2 separate regions of the Ovis aries genome follow, and region 2 is linked to region 1. A link is a contact called in public Hi-C data. All regions are on one chromosome and are shown on one strand. The core of a region is the stretch at or near the end of the contact, and the rest is flanking DNA. Distances in the headings are between cores, read along the strand shown. Region 1 holds the start of CFAP97 (cilia and flagella associated protein 97). Region 2 holds the start of ANKRD37 (ankyrin repeat domain 37).

Region 1 (6,379 bases), core at 2,018-4,517:
ACAGAAATAAATAACTAAGGGAAAGGGTGTGTTCAGATACTTGAAGAGTAGTGATATGAAACAGACTTGAGAGCTATTATTTGCAGCTCCAGAGGCAGAACTTGCATCAACAAATAGAATGCATAAGAAAGCTGTTCTGAGTTTAACATTAGAATCGCTCAAAAATGGAATGAGCTCCCTTCAAGGATTATGAGCCATAAGTCATCTAGCCACAAGTCACTAGTATCGCTGGAGCAAAGACGAGATGGCTATTTGCTGGGGTGCTGCAGAGGGAATTTGTGTGTCTGGAGGATATGACCTTTCGCAACCCTAACATGAGCTAGGTCTAAATCCCAAAGTCTATCCCTAAGCCAAATGAGTACAGATACTTCTGTGAAATCCATTTTTCATAGCTGTTTCCTGCCTTCCCTGTCTTCTTACCAAACTGGGAACTCCTGGTACCTTGCTCATCTTTATATCCTAGCACCTAAAGTCAAACCTAAAAAATACTAGATATTCAAAGAATGTTTATCTGATGAAGGAGTTTGGAGTTAGGAGATTTAAGATTGAGCCAGCTATGTAGGGCTTTCCAGGTGGCGCAGTAGTAAAGAATATGCCTACCAATGCAGGGGACACTGGAGACATGGGTTCAATCCCTGGGTTGGGAAGATCCCCTTAGAGGAGGAAATGGCAACCTGCTCCAGTATTTTTGTCTGGAAAATTCCATGGAGCGAGAAGCCTGGTAGGCTACAGTCCATGGGGTTGCAAAGTTGGACACGATTGAGCACAGCCAGCTATGTAAGCTGAAAAATCACCTCTTTCACCTGAGTTTTTTTCCTGGATAGTTTTCCATAGCTGTCCTTCATTCCCTTCCTACCCCACACACTAGAAGCAACTATCCCCTTATCTGCATTTACAAGATCCCTGTGAGTGTGAAAGTCACTCAGTCATGTCTGACTCTTTGCGACCCCTCGGACGGAAGTCTGTTAGGCTCCTCTGTCCATGGAATTCTCCAGGCAAGAATACTAGAGTGGGTAGACGTTCCCTTCTGCAGGGGATCTTCCCAACCCAAGGATCAAACTCAGGTATCCTGCATTGCAGGTGGATTCTTTACCATCTGAGCCACCAGGGAAGCCCCACAAGGTCCCTGTAGTCCCCAACAACTGTAAGCATCTGTCTCCCTACATGGTCACAGTTCATGAGAAGGGGTGTGGAGATGAGTGTCTGAGAGGCTTTTCAGGTTTATAGATTTAGGTTCCTAACATCCAACAGATGGGTTATTGTAAAGATTTAAACGTTCAGGTTTTTCCAGTAGTCATGTATGGATGTGAGAGATGGACTATAAAGAAAGCTGAGTGCCAAAAAATTGATGCTTTTGAACTGTGGAGTTGGAGAAGACTCTTGGGAGTCCCTTGGACTGCAAGGAGATCCAACCAGTCCATCCTAAAGGAAATCAGTCCTGAATATTCATTGGAAGGACTGATGCTTAAGCTGAAACTCCAATTCTTTGGCCACGTAATGCGAAGAACTGACTCCTTAGAAAAGACCTTGATGCTGGGAAAGATTGAAGGCAGGAGGAGAAGGGGACGACAGAGGATGAGATGGTTGGATGGCATCAGCAACTCGATGGACATGAGTTTGAGTAAGCTCGGGGAGTTGGTGATGGACAGGGAGGCTTGATGTGCTGCAGGCCATGGGGCTGCAAAGAGTTGGCATATGACTGAGCAACTGAACTGAAGCATTCAGGTGACTTAAATGAACAGAAAAAATATCTAACTGTCCCAACCACTAAGCAGTCCTTTTGATAACCATCACTTCAGTTAGTGAGATTCAATTTACATTAAAGAGTAATAAAAACATGGACTTAATAAGATAGTAAAGTTTCTCTTTACAACATATTGGGAAAGCGTAAAAATCAAATGACAGTTCATTAGACTGCAATAACCCTGCTGATACTCAATAAGAACAAGTACTTGCCAAAGCTGCCCAGGAGTTAGTTCAGTTCAGTTCAGTTCAGCCGCTCAGTCGTGTCTGACTTTTAGCCACCCCATGAATCGCAGCATGCCAGGCCTCCCTGTCCATCACCAACTCCCAGAGTTCACTCAAACTCACGTCCATCGAGTCGCTGATGCCATCCAGCCACCTCATCCTCTGTCGTCCCCTTTTCCTCCTGCCCCCAATCCCTCTCAGCATCAGAGTCTTTTCCAACGAGTCAACTCTTCGCATGAGGTGGCCAAAGTACTGGAGTTTCAGCTTTAGCATCATTCCTTCCAAAGAACACCCAGGGCTGATCTCCTTTAGAATGGACTGGTTGGATCTCCTTGCAGTCCAAGGGACTCTCAAGAGTCTTTTCCAATACCAGAGTTCAAAAGCATCAATTCTTTGGCGCTCAGCTTTCTTCACAGTCCAACTCTCACATCCATACATGACCACTGGAAAAACCATAGCCTTGACTAAACGGACATTTGTTGGTAAAGTAATCTTTGCTTTTCATTTAGACACTCATGGTTCGTAGAGCCCTTGCAGAACCAGCAATACAAATACCAACGCTTTCTCCTTACATCAGGAAAACAACACAGAGGAATCCGGCATTTTTAACTGTCATTTTAGGTACTGGGACATGACGTTTCTGTAGTTAAGACATATGATTTGGTCCAAAGAAGGTAACCTACTGGATACCCGAAAATCTCAGCCCAAAGGAAACACCTGTCTTTCAGGATCTGAGGTTCCTTACACTACCCACTCCGGAAGCCACGACGTAGCGGATAACTGACATCACCCTCCCTCCTCTGAGTTCAGGGTCAAGTTCTGCGGAGGTGGGCGGGGGAGACCTGAGCCAGGATCTCCCGGGACGGGGTGGGGGGCGATCACATCTTAATTCACGGCCGACCCCGACCCCACACCACCCGCGAACGCGCCCCGAGGTTAGGCCCGGCCATCCCAGCGCTGCCGACGAGGGGCGCTGGCCCTGCGATCGCGCCGGCTCCGGACGCCTCAGTGTGGGTTACACCCGCCTACCGACAAGTCTGCCCGGGCCGCAGAGGCGGCGGGGCCTGGAGGGCTGGGGCAGGGAGAGCGAGGGGCGGCCTGGTCCGTCCGCCTTCCGCATACCGACCCTGTGCGCTCGCCGCGGCCTGGGCCTCGGAGAGGGGAAACGGATCCCGAACGCGGGGCGCGGGGCGCGGAGGAAGGGTCGCCCGCGCGCAGCTCACCGGGCGCCGTAGCCGCAACCTCCTCGCGCCGCCGGCGTCCCGGGCGTGCGCCCGCGCGCGCGCGCTCCCGAAGCCCCTCCAGGCGACCCCAGCGGCCGCCGGAGCTTCCGGAGGCGGAGAGAGCGGAACTGGAAAGGAGGTCGCCTGGGCCCGCGCCGCTGGGCCCGCGGGAACCGGGCGGTGCCGAGGCTCCTCGAGGCGGGCGTCACAGAGCGCGGCGGGCCCGCCCCGCTCCCGGGCGCGCGGGGCCTGGCCAGCGGGCGCCCTCTCGGATGGAAAGGGACGCGGGAAGAAAGTGACCTCCGGACCCTCGGCTGTGTCCTGCAGCGCCCAGGTGTTAACTGCTGCCGCCTCCGCTGCTGACGAGGAAAGCCGCTTTGATGGTCTTGTGATGTACCCAAACAGCAAGAGTAATAATAAATATGGAGGCAGCTGATATAAATATGCTTATATCAGCAAAGTTCGGTTTAAACAGCCCTGTGGGCCAGGGGCTGGTAAACACGTGAGAAAGTCCTCTGACTGCTGGTAAATGAGATGGGTAGTTCAAACAATCTGGGAAAAATGATCTCCGTCCACTGTATTGAATGCAGCCCTTTTTTGTTTCAACTCGCAAGCACATAGTAGGTGCGACAGAGCAGTGGCACCCCACAGATGCCGGCCTGCTAATCTCAAACCTGTGCTGTGATTAAGGATCTTCAGATGAGAACATCAACCTAGGTTATCCCAGGTGAGCTCAATGTAATCCCAAGTGTCTTTATAGGAGGGGAGACAGGAGATTTGAAGTCAGTAATAAAAACAAAACATGGCCATGGAAGCAAGAGCTTGTAATATACACCGTGGTGACTACAGTTAATACCCTGCTGTATATCTGATAGAAGCTGGAGATTCCCCATGGACAGAGGAGCCTGGTGGGCTACAGTCCATAGGGTTGCCAAGAGTCCCACACCACTGAGGCAACTTGTCATGCACTGGAAACTGACAAAGGGAAGAAAAAGGATTCTCCCCTTGAAGCTTCCAGAAGAAAAGCAGCCCGGGTCACACCTTAATTTTACTTTTGACCTGCAGAACGGTAAGATAAAGTCATGTTTTAAACCACTAAGTTTGTAGTAATTTGTTATAGCAGCAACAGGAAATTAATACAATAGGTACCCAATATTTTTTTCATGAAAGTGTAGAGAAAGGAACACCTGGTAAGCCATATTGTGCATGCCCAGTCACTTCAGTCCTCCTGGATTCTTTGCAACCCTGTGGACTGTAGCCCGTGAACCTCCCCTGACCGTGGGATTCTCCAGACAGGAATACTGGAGTGGGTTGCAATGCCCTCCTCCAGGGAGTCTTCCCCACCCAGGGACTGCACCTGAGTCTCCTGCATTGGAAGCAGATTCTTTACTGCTGCACCACCTGGGAGGGGACCTTCACATGGATTTAAACATGGAGAGATGTAATTCATTGGTTCCAAAGACAGACAAAGCTGAGCACACGTGTATGTAGGCCCCCTCTCATTTAATTCCTGGCTGGGCCAATATGATTTGCTTTGGCCAATGGGATGTTAACAAATGTAACACAAGCAAAAGCTTAAAAAGAACTTGTATATCACATCTCTGGCTTGGTCATGTGAAGAGACCCAAGCAATCTCTGGAAGGATGAGAACTCAGGGAACAGAGACAAGCCCTGTTAATGGAGGCTCCATAGCCAGAGTAGTCCTAGCTTGTGCACCAGGAGATCACAGCATCGTTAGTGACTCAGACAAGAAGAGGAGAACTGAGCCAACTGACCCCAGACCATTGACTGACCTGCAAAATCATAAGCATATCCAGTGATGGTTATTTGGTGGTAGTTTGTTATATGACAGTAGATAACTGACATACTCTGTTTCCCTAAATTTCAGGTCGAAACTTGGATAAGTTGAAATTATCCTCTTTTGAGGATCTACCCTTGTCAATTCTTTGTCTTGATACCAGCTAATTCAGTGTATACTACTTTGCTTTGTAATTCTCTTTCTCTTTGAAGTTTAATACAAGACACTTCTGCCTGAAAGTTTCCCAAAATGAATATTTTTACTTGAAGAGGCCCACTAAGCGTAATTTGTATATCAATGTCCTAAAATTTTGTTCGCAGATTACTTTTCCTCTTCCAAATGCTATAGTATGTTTCCTTTAAGCTTTAGCAGTCTATTTGTTTTTAAAGTGTTTTATAATTTTTTCACTTCTCCTTTTGAAGTTTGGCCCCACTTACAACCATATTTTCTGTAAACTACACTCTGCTTGAAAGTTTACAAGAGAGAGAGTTAGGTTAACAGACCTGTTATGTTCTTGTGGTAAATCAGCAGAAGAAACGATAATGATATCTAGGTATTTTGATTCCTATTAATGCCTATACAAAATTTTACCCAAGGTGGGCAAAGGCAAATACAGTGTTTTTCTCTCTAATCCTACGGCTACCTTTAAGGAGATCCAGGGGCTTTAAGAAGTATACAAATGGGCTTCCCTAGTACCTCAGACAGTAAAGCATCTGCCTACAATGCAGGAGAGCGGGGTTCAATCCCTGGGTTGGAAAGATCCTCTGGAGAAGGAAATGGCAACCCACTCCAGTATTCTTGCCTGGAGAATTCCATGGACAGAGGAGCCTGGTGGGCTACAGTTCATGGGTTTGCAGAGTTGGACATGACTGAGCAGCTAGCGCAATACTAAATAGTGAAGAGGAAGATTCATTACATATTATCGACAGAGATTGGGTGTTGTATACCTATTTACACTCTAGTACTTTAAATGTCAAATTTTCACTTAATTTATCCCTATAGTATCCCAATGAATTCAGACAGACACCATTCCCAGCTTACCAAAAAGAATAATGAAGATAGCCCATGGAGTGTTTAATTACAAAGCTGTCAGAATGTGCTGGCCATAAGGAATATAATAAATAAGGCATCTCTACTTAATTTGGTCTTAAGTTAGACCTGGGAGGACTCAGCACTGACTTCCAGGAAGGAACTGACTTCCTGGATTCTAATTTAATACCTGACATCTCCCTCAATACCTCTTGATCTCAGGCACTCCCTTGTCACCTCCCAGTGTTCCTCAAACCTTGCACAGGGTAGAAACCAAACTACTACTTTTAAATAAATGTTTGAATTGTCTGTGCTGACTTCGCAGCAATATGACATTTGCTTTAAGGCAGTTTCCTGACCA
Region 2 (6,379 bases), core at 1,518-4,017, 130 kb after region 1:
GGCTTGTAGTATACACACACTACTCTATATAAAATAGATAATAAAGAACCTACTACATAGAACAGGGAACTCTACTCAATACTCTTTAATAGCCCATGTGGAAAAAGAAACAAAGAGTGGATATCTGTATATGTATAACTGATTTACTTTGCTGTATACCTGAGACTAACACAATATTGTGAATCAACTATACTCTAATAAAAATTTAAAAATAAAGAAAAAAAACAACAAAAAAGAAAAACAAAAGAAAAACGATATTGTTCTCCGAATGTATTTATTCTGTATACTTCTGTACTCCACCAGCTCTATTCAGTTTTCAGAAAGCTTTTAGGCCCATTTCTCAGAGTAAATCAGATACTTAGCTGAGACATAGCTGAGACATAAAGAGTTGTCTGGAAACATTATGAGCGATGGACAAGTATGCAGTGATTAAAGGGACAAAAGATTTAAAAACTACTCACAAAATTCCCTTTCCTTGTGAAATTTAAATATGTCACAGGAAGTTAACAATAAGTACCAGATTTAATGCATGCTGAACAGAATCTTGTTTTCAAGAAAAAGGATGTAATGTGGAGGTGCATGTATCACACAAATATTCCATTTCATATGTTAACTGCAAAATGTATGTTTTAGAACTCTAAGAACTTCTTTGATGACACCTTGTATTAGTTAGGAATTCTTGAAAATGAACATCGTGCAAACTTGAAGCTTAATTATATGCTTTGAAAAATAGTGCTTATCTAGATGAAAAACACGAGAAAAGGAAAACTGGCAATATGGACATGTGTTCTCATATATCTCTGACAGTCTTTAAACAGCACAAAAAGTACTGTGAATAGTTTAAATTTAAAAAAAGAACACAAGCATGATTCTATACATGTTTGAATATAAGTGTGTGTGTGTGTGTGTGTGTGTGTATGCTTAAGTACACATATAAACAAAGATGTTTAAAACTACCCCTTTGCAAACAAAAGAAAAGAGAATTTTGCTCACCAAGTCTTTTAGGCAGCAAGGCACTGAATACTTCAGATGAAGAGACTAAGGTGATAACAGGAGGTGCACTCAGTGCTTCAGACAGAGGAAGTAAAAGATGAAAAGGGGATGCTGTGTGCTTTGGACAACCAGGCCCTTAGTTAAATGCATTTCCTGAAGAATTTTAATGAACTCTGCTTCCCATACATAGAAAAGTACTATAATCATTAACTTGGAATATTTGTTCTTTGTAATTAGCAGAGATCTTTTACCAAGATACATGTTGACTGTAGGTACTCCCTAACATCAAAAAAATCACATATAAACTAGCTTCCCCACTCCCACCTCTTTGGCGTAGTTCCTCAGCGCTATCTGAAGGCTGTCTCTGGGTCTACAGTCCTCAGTAAAACCCTGAATAAACTTTAACTCACACCTCTCATGCTGCACATTTTTCTCTAAGTCGACACCTTGGATCAACTGCATAAATCTGGTAATATAAATTACTGCAAAATTAGTTTATGGCTATTACAAAATAAACAAGAATCTGTAACCAAAATTAGAACAAAAAGGCCACCCATCTATCTTCAGAGGACACTGAGCTTGTTCTCCAAAAACAGAATAAACTCAGTCTTGCCCTCAAAAGGTACCAGCACATAGAGGGGAACAGATTAAGATAACAGGGAAAATAAATACATGGTTGGAACTTTAGCTTTTAGCTAGCTTAACCTGGGGAAGAAAAAAAAAGTGCTTGGGAACTGTCCAGACATAAAAATACACAGTCAATGGCTATGGCTTTGAAGTCAGGATGTCTTGTTTCTACAATTTTCTCAGGTACGGTCAGCCCTGCCCACGGGGAAGAGCCCCAGTGGTCATAAACATCCATGGCCTGAGTGCGGGGCTCCAGGCTCAGGGAGCTCAGGGCTAAGAGCTGGCACCACCATTTCCCCAGGCCACAAGTCCAGTACTGTACCTGACCTGTCTATGAGGGGCCACATTACAATGGCAGGCTCACTTTACGTCACTCCCGGAAAGGGCATGGTGTCATTTTGGGGTGTGGGTGAAGCAGTCCTGTGGGAAAACCTAGCCCCTTGGCTCACGTTAACCGCCCCTCCACCACCACCCGCTCTAGCTTTCCTAAATGTCCAGGGCCTGAGGGACAGAGGCAAGTCTGGGGCGGCTTTGAACACGATGACTCAGAAAGAGCTTTCTTTCCTCAGGAGCTAGAGGCTGGGGCCGCGGGGGTCCAGCACCAAGCGCAGTAGCAGCTTCTAAAGGTTGCGTTGCCGCCCAAGATCAAGATCCTGGTAGCTCCCTCATTTCCTGGTTACGTGCGAGCTAGCAGAAACCAAAACCTCCACCCGCGACTTCCGCTTCCCCAGAGGGACTAATGAGCTAGGCACAAGCAGCGTGAGACGTGCCGAACTCTGAGCGCCTCATGGCGGCGGGTGAAACCCAGCATTTCTGACTCCGGTCCTTCATGGCGCACGCGTAACGAGGCCTGGGAGGGAACGGCCTTAGGGCTCCGCCCCAAGGTGGGCGGGCCTGACACCTCCTCTTGGCCAATCAGCTGGCGCATCCTCGCTGCCTCCTCCTCAACCCTGCCCCAGCCAACCTCCCTGGGCTCCAGGTTACACGTGCTACTGTTTGTGTACGTGCGGCTACTGCTGGGCGGAGAAAGGCTGAGAGCCTAGGGTTGGGCTGCTCAGGCCGAGCCGCAGCTGGGGCACGGCGGGGAGGGGCTGGCTCCCTGGCTCTGGTGATCTTTTAAATTCTCCGGCTCTCGGGCTGCCTGTCCACTCTTAACTTGTCCGTCTGCAGCGAGCGCCGCACTGCTCAGCTCTCCCAAGGACGCCTGTCCTCTACTTTAGGCGGGAGATGCTGCTGCTCGATTGCAACCCAGAGGTGAGACTCAGGCTTCTTTTGTCCGGCAGGCTTAAGCGTCCAGATGTCTGTCTTCTAGAGAGGGCTAGATAGGGTGAGGGTGTACTGACCACTTGGCGCTGCCAAGTCAAGCCTCTTCAGAGTTGGAGGGTTTTTGGAGTAGCGGAGGATTTCAATCCCCGGAGGGCAGGAGCCTGGACAAAAGCGAGAAGGGGTGCTGGAGCTGTTCTTTTCTCGCAGGTGGATAGTCTGAAGCATCTGCTGGAGACCGGGGCCTCCGTTAACGCACCCCCGGATTCCTGCGAGCAGTCGCCTGTCCACTTGGCTGCAGGTGGTGGCCTTGCTTGCTTTCTTCTCTGGCAGCTGCAGACGGGCGCTGACCTCAACCAGCAGGTAACTAGGTAACTGATTGTTGCCGTGTGCAACCCTCCCCTTCACCCCAAATCCACACAAACATTTCTTAGACATCAAGATATTGTCGTTTCAGTTGTTAGAAACATTAGTACAGCGATGCCCACAGAAGTGTGAGACACTATGTAACTTTACAGTTTTCCAGTAACCACATTAATGAAGCGAAACATTTAGTAAACTGACCCAATTAATCAAAAATATTATCATTTCATGTGTAATCAATATAAAACATAACTGATATATATATAGGACATGCCTTCTCACCCTCCGTGTATTTTACATTGACAGCACATTTCAGTTCGGACTAGCCACATTTTAGGTGCTCATTAGCCGGATAGATGGCTGCTGGCTACTACATCGGACATTTCCAGGGTCTACCATTCATTTCCAAAGGAACTGCTCAATTACAAAATTAAGTCTCAAGGTAGCACAACTTATAAGACATGCTCACAATCAATATAATTCCTTATAGAACTTAGGGTAGTTTGCATCTTCCATTGAATGTTAAATTTTAAATTGTAATTTTTACTTCTGTAGGATTCTATTTTGCTTTTAATCACTTAAAATTTAATGTATGTAGCTATGACTGCACATGCTTTTATTAGTGACAATTCTGTATTTAATAGGGCACCAAGTGAACTTTATTTTAAAGAAGAATTAAAAGATTCAGTCCAGTACAATGCAGTTCTAACCCTACTTCCTCAAATAGCTTCCTCAAGCAATAAACCTCACTCATCAACTTCCACAAGAGTGTTTTGGGGAGACTAAAATATGCTGTCTTGTCTGTAAGGATGTTTTTGGAGAAGCTCCACTACACAAGGCAGCAAGAGTTGGAAGCATGGAATGCCTCAGCCTGCTTGTAGCCAGTGATGCCCAAGTTGAGTGAGTATGGAATCAGTGACTTCAAGTGTTATATTTTCTTGGGTTAATCAGACTCCTGCAGCTCAATTACATGATGCTTGCCTAACTGATAATGTAGTGGAACCATTTAAATGTTAACTTGGGCTGTTAATGATTACCTGATACTACTCAAGTAAATTAAAAAATGGATCCTAAGCAATCAGAGGTGCAGTTCTTTTCATATGTCATGGCAGTATTACATCTTAGTTTTAAAAAATCCATTCTGTAGATGTTCTCACTGACTTCCTTTGTGTACTCACTCATTGTATTGAAAACAGAATACTTATTTGTGCAGAAATGAAGTGCCCATTCTGTGCTGTCCTCTGTGCCAAGTAAGGACAAATAGTGAGCAAACATGGAATTCCTCTGTGCTTCCTTTACCTCTTTTATTCTGCAACCAACATTTGTATGAGCCCAAAGCACCTTTGTTATAAATATATTTTAAAAAGGCTAAACAACTGTCAACTTTTACTTGAACACTTTTTTTTTTTTTTTTTTTGGTCTTAGTTTATGTAATAAGAATGGGCAAACAGCTGAAGATCTTGCTTGGTCATGTGGATTTCCAGAATGTGCCAAGTTTCTTACAACAATTAAATGTATGCAGACAATAAAATCAAGGGAACACCCCAATAAAGATCATTGTGTTCAAGTGCTCACACAGAAACGAAGTTTGGGAAGTGAGGAAAATATAAGTGGGAAAAGGAAGTGTTGGTAAGTAATTCAGTTTCTTCGTTCTTCCTCACTGAAGGATTTCTTATTTAAAACAGAATTTATTGTTTCATTTAAATATTGCCAGTCTTATGTTTTATATATCTTTTCATTCTCATTAACACATTTTAATACTGGATGTAGTAACTACTACTTGACTTTAGAGACCAAAAATTGTCCTGCATGGTGGAAGACTGGGGAGGAAACCTTTTTTAAAAAAAAGTTTTAATGTTAATATGTTTTTCAACAACAGATGTATTGGTCATGAAGAGGTGTGGAGAAGGTCTTCACTTCATGCAGGTTTACCGCTCAGCTAAAAGCTGTGGCTTCAGGCTCATCAAGTGTGTCTAAACTCCTTCTAAGAAGGAGGAAACCTTTCTTCTAAGCGAAGATAACGTTCAAGAATACATGTATTTACATGCCTATAATGTTCCAGTTGTGCATGCTTTGTCTCTTAACTTCTTAAAAGAATGTCTAAAGAATAAACTGTTTTCTTCGTGATATTTACAACCTTTGGAAAAACTCATAAAAACCATCAAACTTGAAATTAAAAAACTCATAGAAACCATCAAATTTGAAATTAAATTTATTCTTTATCAACAAAGTTACAAAGTAAAACTTTACTACAGTCTTTGAGTCCAAGATATTTTAAATAGTATTTGGTCGCTGAGGGAGACATAAGTTATAGTAAGCATCCTTGTTCCAAAACTCTGGGCCCTTCCATCCACACCAGCCCTAGATGTGGAAGAAGGGAAAGGAAAACCTTTTAAGAAGTTACAGGACTACATAATTGAAATTGTAACATTTGACAACTGAATCTTGCAGTAAGACTGTAAATACCTATACAAAGCAAGTATCTGAATTCCTATTAAGCACAGAAAAGTAGCTTATTTGGGTTCATTTCAGATAGAATTAAAAAATTTTTAATTCTATGATATTTAATCATAGGAATCATTTTAAAAAGGAAAACCTTCATTATGGTACTATTACTCAATGTCATATTTTATTGATTTTTAAGATGTATGGTTTTATAATTCTGGTAGTCGATGGCATGTGATAATTTAACTGCCATCTGTCCCATGGAAGACTGTAGAGACAGTGAGAAAGCCTATGAGCCTTTTCATTGAAAGTGCGCCTCCTCAACCACTGATTTCCCAGCAGTGGCATCTCAGCAGTGATACCAGATAGTAAAGGAATCTGAACCTGCCCTTGGGAGTTGCATTCTACATTCTTCATTTTTCTCAGGCCATAATCACTGCCACTTCCTAGCTTCATGTCAGTATTAATCCTTTTTTCCAGCAGAGAAAATTACTTTCAAACAACATTTCATTGTGAATATAGTTAAGTTCATCAAATTTCTTCTAGGGCCATTGATTTATTTTCTTAAAGACCCAGCTAATGACTTGTCTGAGTTTACATCATTCTGAAATGAAACGCTTGCTTACACATACTTGTTCAGTGAGGAGTCAAAATGTCATTGCGTTGAGTGACAGGCAGTGGCCTTGCT

Evidence for each region. Hi-C and Micro-C count contacts between places; a contact is called where the count stands out from the background.
Region 2: a contact with region 1 is called in a Hi-C map of hypothalamus, with 2.7 times the contacts expected there. The contact joins the promoter of ANKRD37 here to the promoter of CFAP97 in region 1. A contact is called at or near these places in 2 of 16 Hi-C or Micro-C datasets (blood and hypothalamus).

What each region holds. Positions count from the first base shown.
Region 1 is chr26:14,708,138-14,714,516 of ARS-UI_Ramb_v3.0, forward strand. CFAP97 (cilia and flagella associated protein 97) reads right to left here and starts at 3,268. Exons shown (of 5, transcript XM_012105740.4): 1 at 3,192-3,268. It overlaps SNX25 (sorting nexin 25), which reads left to right and starts at 3,263. Exons shown (of 19, transcript XM_060407059.1): 1 at 3,263-3,918.
Region 2 is chr26:14,838,792-14,845,170 of ARS-UI_Ramb_v3.0, forward strand. It overlaps ANKRD37 (ankyrin repeat domain 37), which reads left to right and starts at 2,768. Exons shown (of 5, transcript XM_042241508.1): 1 at 2,768-2,874; 2 at 3,094-3,246; 3 at 3,974-4,146; 4 at 4,672-4,875. The coding sequence starts at 2,848. UFSP2 (UFM1 specific peptidase 2) reads right to left here. Exons shown (of 12, transcript XM_004021700.4): 12 at 5,441-5,607. The coding sequence ends at 5,521.